Regions from separate parts of the Pelodiscus sinensis genome. Here region 2 is linked to region 1. A link is a contact called in public Hi-C data. All regions are on one chromosome and are shown on one strand. Each heading gives the region's core, a stretch centred on a gene start, on an enhancer-like site or on the middle of the called end of the contact. The rest is flanking DNA. Distances are from core to core; before and after follow the strand shown. Region 1 holds the start of CHM (CHM Rab escort protein). Region 2 holds the start of ZNF711 (zinc finger protein 711).

Evidence for each region. A called contact is a pair of places that touch in the nucleus more often than the background predicts.
Region 2: a contact with region 1 is called in a Hi-C map of an unstated tissue, with 6 times the contacts expected there. The contact joins the promoter of ZNF711 here to the promoter of CHM in region 1. A contact is called at or near these places in 2 of 5 Hi-C or Micro-C datasets (blood and an unstated tissue).

The regions. Positions count from the first base shown.
Region 1 is chr13:14,703,968-14,707,799 of ASM4963464v1, forward strand. CHM (CHM Rab escort protein) reads left to right here and starts at 1,837. Exons shown (of 14, transcript XM_075940753.1): 1 at 1,837-1,967. The coding sequence starts at 1,919.
Region 2 is chr13:15,190,327-15,194,158 of ASM4963464v1, forward strand. ZNF711 (zinc finger protein 711) reads right to left here and starts at 1,826. Exons shown (of 8, transcript XM_075940757.1): 1 at 1,642-1,826.

The DNA of each region.
Region 1 (3,832 bases), core at 587-3,086:
AGTCTAGACACAGCCTCTGAGTATGGTTATCCAGCCAGTCATGCACCCACCTTATAGTAGCCCCATCTAAGTTGTATTTGCCTAGTTTATTGATGAGTATCACGCGAGACTATAGAGTACATCTCCATAGGGTACGTCTAGACTTACTTTCACTTTCGAAAGGTATGCAAATTTGGCAGTAATTTGCATATCTTTTGATCTCTTTTTCAAGTTTTTTTTTTTGAAAAAGCAACCTGTTTTCGAAAGAACCTATAAACCTCAATTTTTGAGAAAGATGGTTCTTTTTAAAAAAGGGGAACTGCATCTAACCTGCTGGCTTTTTTGAAAAAAAAAAAAACTCTTTCAAAAAAGCGATCAGAAGAAGATAAGGAAATTACTGTGTAATTTGCATATCTTCTTTTGAAAGTGAAAGTAAGTCCAGACCTACCATAGAAGTGACACTGGACAACAAATTATGTCACCAATTACATAAAAGATGGTAGCAAAAAGGGCCAATGCAGTTTTGGGCTACATATTTATGCATAACATCAGGAAGTGAGAAAGTAACGATTTACCCCCTGTAATAATGCATTTGGTCAGAGGCATCTCATTACCAGAAAGATATTACTAATTTTGAGAAAATCAACAGAAATATAACAATTGTTGTGCCTGTTGTGGAAAGGACGAATCATCCTACAATGTAAAACCAAAATTAATATATATGCTTGGATAAGAAATATGAAAGAAAGTAAGAATGATGCTAATCAACAAATATTTAAGCTACTGAAGTAGTAATAGAACAAAATGTAATGGAATGCTTTAAATGTAGTCAGTATATTGCATGGCAGGCCCAAATGCAGGAATTTTTGTGGGGGGTGTATGGGAGCTGTGGGAGGGGCTGCTAGCTGCCTCACCCCCCCCCCCCCCCCCGCAGCCCAGCCCTGCCCACAGTCATGGGGGAGGGGGGGAGGGGGAAATGAGGAAATCAGCCCCAGCCTTCCACTGGCTGGCTAGGCTGTGGGAGAGGGAGACTGGGGCACTGCACCATTCCTGCTTTTCCCTGGCCTTGGGGAACATGGGAGAAGGAGGCTGGGGCAATATGCCACCCCAGCCTCATGCTTACTTGGAGGACCCTGGTAGGGTATGTTCGCACCCCTCCCCCATATGGGATAGCTAGTAATGTCTGTTGCTGTATAATTTGGACAGTTTCCAGAGCAGCTATAGGTGAAGAGCCATGAATGGCAATGTAGGGTGGACAAAGGAAACTAGCTATTTTCTAAAATATTTTATAGCCCTTCCCGCTATAGTGGGTTGCCAACTCTGACTGGAGCTATTTGAGACCCCTCCCCCCAGCATGACCATGTCACTTTCTTAAAATCCTATTAAAATCTGCAGGATTGTTTCGATAGCCATTGCAGACGGATGCTGACGCCAGGACACTCCCGGGCAGTCCTGGAAGGGTGGCATCCATTCTCCCCATTGTACACTAATTGCGTCTTTGCCCTAAAAAGACACAACTGCGGGTGGGCGCGAGTGAAGGCAGCTGCGAGGGACGGTTAGTGCAGGCGCACAGCGGCCAGTCCGCACGCACGGACACGCGCACAGTTTGGCGGCCATCTCCGAAAGAAGCGGCAGCGCAGGAGTGCGAGGCGGGCAGGCCGGACCGCCCCGGGGCCGCCCAGCCCTGCGAGCGGGCTACATGGGCGGCGGGCGCGCAGCATGGCAGCCATAACTCGGGCGCGCGCGCGCACGCACCGGCTCGGAGCGCAAGCTTAAGTCAAGCGCGCCCCTTGCAGAGATTCGTCCCTCTCGCGAGAGAGATGCTGCCCACAATGCAAGGCGCGCCAAGCAGCAGCTACTTCCGCCAGCAGCCCGCCTGGTGTTGTTGGGTTATTTCCGCCAGCTCAGGTCACATGATCGACCCCCCCCCCCTCCCACGATGGCGGATAATCTGCCCTCGGAGTTCGATGTGGTGGTGATAGGAACTGGTAAGCGAGTCGCGCGCTCGCGCCGGGTCTGTGGCTTTGGCCGGTAGCGTCCAGGGACGAGGGGCAGAGCTGTGGGGGTGAGGCAGGGGGTCGTAAGGCCTGTTGCGCCGTAGGGGCGGGGCCGTGCACGGGGCCAGCGGGACCGAGTGGCCACAGGCAGCCGCCGCGCGGGCACAGTTGGAGGGGTTGAGGCCTGGGAGGGTTTGACAAGTGTGCTCGCGGGATCAGCGCAGGGAGGCGGCAGTAGGGACTTTAGCAAGGAGGTGGATGAGGGAATGGAACATGGATCTGAGGGGGGTTGGTACCAGGGCAGGTGTTCCTGTGGTATCTATTAGCCTTGTATACACCTATGACCATGCCTACATGAGGCAGTCTTCCGCCTGGTTGAGTCAAATACCCTTAAGTATTTAAAGCATTTAAAATTAAATGTTAGGCGACAGGTTCTTCTTTGTATGTGGTAGATACTGACAGTCTCTAAATTTCACTCATCAACAAGAGCTGATGTCTTGATTTGGAGGAAATTGTTAGTTTTCAAATATTTGATTGACACACAGTAAAATATGTACCAGAAAACTATTATAAATGTTCCTTTTTTGTATTCACTTATAAAGGGATTTTCTGTGCAAATACCTGAACTGAGAGTAGATGTCTCAGAGGGGATAGCCATGTTAGTCTAGAACTTTAAAAAGCAACATGTAGTCTTGTAGCACCTTAAAAACTAATAAATATATGGCTTGGCTCTCTCTAGTCCGGCACCCTCTGGTCCTGACCTTTCCCAAATGAGGGAAATTACTGGATCAGAGGAGGTCCCTTGCCACCAGCCTCCTGGGACACCACCGCTCCCTCCATCTCTGCTGCTATAGGGTTTGGGTTTGGCACTGGCCTGCTTTTGCCAGCTGGCTGAGGCTCTCTGGGGATGGAGCTCCCAAGCTGTTGCTGCCCTGCTTCAGTTAGCCCCAGGGCTGGCCAGTTTCAATGGTGGGGGGCTCTGCTGTGCTGCTTGACTCACAACTGGTTTGCACTCCTGGGCAATGGCGCTCTCTGGTCCAGCAACATGTATGATCCTGTTGGACTACAGATGTTGTTGGACCAGGGAGTCCCGGATCTAGGAGGTTCAATGTGTAGTATTGTGACTTTTTATGAGCAAAACCCACTTCCTCAGATCAGAGTGAAGAAAAAGGGGAGACTGTCACAATTTATAAACAGAAAAAAGAAGGGAGAGGGAGTGGGGGGAAAAAAAGTAATAGAAGTGTAGCCATGTTAGTCTGGTGTAGCTGAAGCAAAATACAGGACTATGTAGCACTTTAAAGACTAACAAGACATAGCCCTTAGTCTGTAACTGGAAAAGCTTAAACAAATAGTCTAGCTTAACCTTAAAGACCATCTACATGTTTTGTTAGTCTTTAAGGTGCTGCTAGACTATTCATTGTCTTTTAAATTTGCCCACTCAATTAGCCGCAGCAGCAACATCATAATTGACAGGTACTTTCCCCTCCCCTTCTGGTATAAATTGTGAGGTTCCCACTTTTTTCTCCACTTTGCTCATCTGAGGAAGTTTGTGATACTAATATAAATTAAGGCTGTCAAATGACCTGCATTAATGCCTGCAATTAACATGGGACAGGATTAATGTGATAAGTTTAACACATATAATGGCAGGTGTTAGTGCTGTAGTGCTCCTTTGAAGTGTTGCTACAGTGCTTTAAAGGGGTAGCACAAGCAGAACTGGGGATCAGCTGGAGTTCCCAGCTGATCCCCGGCTCTGCATTGCAAAGCCCTTTTGGAACACTGCAGCGGCATTTCAATGGGGCAGCACTGCATGGATCCAGGGATCAGCTGGGGACTCCAGCTGTTCCCAGGCTCCA
Region 2 (3,832 bases), core at 576-3,075, 490 kb after region 1:
CATTCCAAACTCATTTTCCTTGTGTGCATTGTAGATATCTGCAACATGGCCACATATTAAGAAAATGTAAATGTAAACAAGAACTAATTTGTCTAGACAAAAAGCCTGCACAGGAAAGTCTAAACTAGAAACTAATCCACAGCTTACTATAAACTTTACCCAGCAAGGTGGAGTGCACTGTAAAATGAAAAAAAACAACAAATGGTCTGATAGCACTTTATAGAATAACAAAACACATAGATGGTATCATGAGCTTTCATGGGTACAGCCCACTTCTTCAGATGACCAGAGTTCTGAGTATAAAATGAGTATGTCTATTGGAACACAGTCTTAAGTAGAATATCAGCCTGCAAAATAGTCATGAAAATGTACCACAGATAGGTATGAAATCTCTCTTGCCTCTTTCATTTACCATAACAAAATTGAAAAAAAGATTATTGCCTATTCAAGTAAAATAAAATTGCTCACTCTAAGCAAAAACGTAATTTTAGTACTTCTAGGTCTCCAGAATATTTTAAACATATGACAAAGAAGTAATAAAACTTCAACCGTGACAGAACAGGTGTGAGACCTGAAAAACAGAAGGCCATCCACATATGCACAAAAGAAAGATGTGATAGAGTGTGTAAATACCAAGAGGACATAGAAGTGCTCACCCCAAAACAACAGAAAGGAGTGTGCATACTAAACACTGACAGAGCATATGCCAAGACACCACAGAGGTGTGTGTGTGTGTATGGGTGTGCGTGTGTTAACTACTGGCAGGGCCTGCGCATGAACACCACCAGGCCAGTCGTCAGCGTGTGGTCAGAGTACTGGCAAGCGCGCGTGCTTGCGAGTCCGAGGCGCCAGTGCGCGCGCTGGCTAGTGGCAGCGTATGAGACGACCGCAACACTGCAGCTCGGACGGGCCTGCGCGCGGAGGGCTGGCAGCACCCAGTGCCGCAATAGAGGGACAGCGCAGGGGGAGCCGCTGCACAGCTCTCGCTCGCCCCTGGATCCCGGCACGTTAAGAGCCCTGCGGCCCCAGCTTCCCTGGTATCCCGAGGCCGCACGGCTACGCGCAGGGCGCCAGCGCCCCCTGCCGTGCCTCTGCGGGAGGGGGAGGGGTGCGAGCGCCGCGCCGGGAAGACAAAGGCGCTCGTGATGAGTCAGGGCTGCAGCTCGGCGGGACTTCCTCAGGCGCGCTCCCCGGGCCCGTGCAGAGCCCTACTCTCCCGGGCCGCTAGGCCCGCTGCTCCTCTGCGGCGCCCAGAGGCCTGGAGCCCGGGCGGCTGCGGGACCGGAGCCGTCGCCCCTCAGCCCCCGTTCAGGGTGCAGCGAGAATAGCCAGGCAGAGCCCGTCCCGCGGCGCGCGCGAGCGAAACCTCTCGCGCCCCAACCGCCGACATCTTGTTTTCCGCCATTTTATGGCCGCCCAAGAGGCCCCTCGGCCGAGGGATCCAGGACCTGCGCCGGCCCAGCCTAGGAAGAGGCACCGGCGGGCGCAGCCCACAGGCCGAGAGCGGGGAGGTGGCGGGCGAGCCCGGCGGCGGCAGCAAAGCGCACAGGCCCAGGGGCGCGGCCTGCGCTAAGGCCTAGCCGCCTCCATTGTCCTACCCCCACCCCCGCGCCGCTGGTCCAGCGCTAGCACCTCGCTCACCTGTGCGGGTCCCTGCGCCGTACAGCGGGCTCGGGCCCGGCTGAGGGTCGGCGGGCCGCAGGGGCCTTGCATTCGGGGCCGCCAGGTCCGCGGCCTGCACCAATCACAGGCTGGGCTAGGAATCGGGGCGCGAGCGCGCGCGGCCTTCTCCCCCTCCCCCACCAGCCTCGCGTCACTGAGCGCCGGAGCGTGCCCCAGAGATGGGAGCATGCGCAGAACCGCCGCTGGGGTCGCTGCCCTTACTGTGCTCTCAAACGTGCCCTGAGAGCAAAGCGGGGCTGGGGGAGACACCCCAGTTGTGCGCGGCAACTGGAAGGCTGCATGCGACAGACTGTATTGCAATATGAAATAGTCAAAGGCTAGCGTAGCAATTTGTGCAAATATGTTTATGGGAAGGGGTGGGGAACCTCACACCCGGAGGGCCAGATGCGGCTCCTGGCTTTGTTGGATTCAGCCCCAGAGGCTCAGGACCCACCCCAGTACTGAGGAGTCCACACAGTGCTCCAGCGCCTCTGCTGCCCCACAGCTGGGCTGGAGCACACACAATCTAGCCTGGGCCCCACTAGGCTTTGGTGTGTGAGGGGAATGTGGTGGAGTGTCTTTCTGCTTCTCAGTTGGGGGCCATATTAGTGAGGGTTTTCTCCCCATGACTTGTGGATAGGTGTTTACTGAGGGAAGTAAAATCTTGTAGGTGGAGGGATTATCAGTGTTCATTTTTAGGTAGGTAGCTAATCTGAAATAGCCTTGGCCCATGGAGGAAATGGCATTTACTTGCTTAACCTGATAAACAACTGAAAATTGGGATATAGGGAGAGAGCTTACACTGAAGAACTGACATGTAACTGACCAAGAGAGAGAGACCCTGTGTTAAGCACCCTTGTCCCTATCCATGTGGAAGATAGTTTACCAGCAGGACTGCTGGGTGCTCAACTAACTCAGACACAATGACTTAAGCCTTGTCTACACTATAAAGTTTTGTTGCCCAAAACTGCCTTTTGGAAACTGGAGCATGCATGTACCAATGTGACACTTGTTGAGAAAAATACCCAGTTTCAGAGAAAAACAATCTTTCACACATACAACATACTTTTTTTCTTTTCCCCTCCCTTTATTGTTGACAAAAAGCTAGGACAGACTCCTTTTGCAGTTCCTTTTATCCACTGAAATGGCTTCTACCAGTATCCCACAATGACTGCTCTGATGACTCTGCTCAGTGTTTTGATCTCTATTGTCCTACAGGCATGTGGTCCTCTCCCCCTTTTAAGGCTCCTGAAAGTACCTGACAACTGAGTGTGCTGTTTCCTTTGGAGAACAAACAAAAAGCAAATAGTTGGAATGCCCCTGCACTGGTGCACAGCAGTAGGCAGACTGCTATGCTGCTTTGACATTTCTATGGATGGAGAGCTCACAGAGCTACTCATGATGCTGCTCCTGGCAGCTAAGGAGGCTGTGGGAATCCCAGAATGTGCAGTGATCAGCTCTGACTTGCTCACTGTGCATTGTTCACACTGTCAGTAATAGTGACCCCAATGTGGACATGATCTGTCAACATGTGTGAACACCTGGTGATCTTTATTTTGTGAACTTTGCATGTTGACACAAGTCTTGCAGACAAAACTTGGTAGTGTAGACAAGGCCTTAGTTCAGCACCTTTGTCTGTCAGGCACAGACAGTGATCACAATGAAATGTGAGAGGAAATTTCTGTCCAAATCCCCAACCTAGAAGAAGAGAATTAAGGGACTATCTATAGGTAGAGGGAGGGAATGACAGGTACACTTATCTCAAACTCTGATAATTTAAAAATACCTTATGATGATTAAGCTTAATACTATTTAAGACAAAAGTTACACCTACTTAACTAAAATCAGTTTTTAAGCCAATTTAGCTAAAATCAGTATATAAAGTGTGTTTAGACCAGCCTTCTGATGCAATGTGTGATTTTTCAGCTCAGGAAGGAAAAAAATTAATGAATTGTTTTAATTTGGGGAGGATTTAACTTTTGTAATGGTTTTAAGGTATGTAAAAGCTTGTCTTTATAAAAATATTTTAAACCAAATGTAAGTTTTTAATGTCTACTCAATCTTTTGTGACAAAATTAGCATTTTATTTTATTTTACAATTCAATAAAAATAAATGACAGAATAAATGGGCAACATTATATACTATGTTTTTTACCTTTCTGAATCAAAG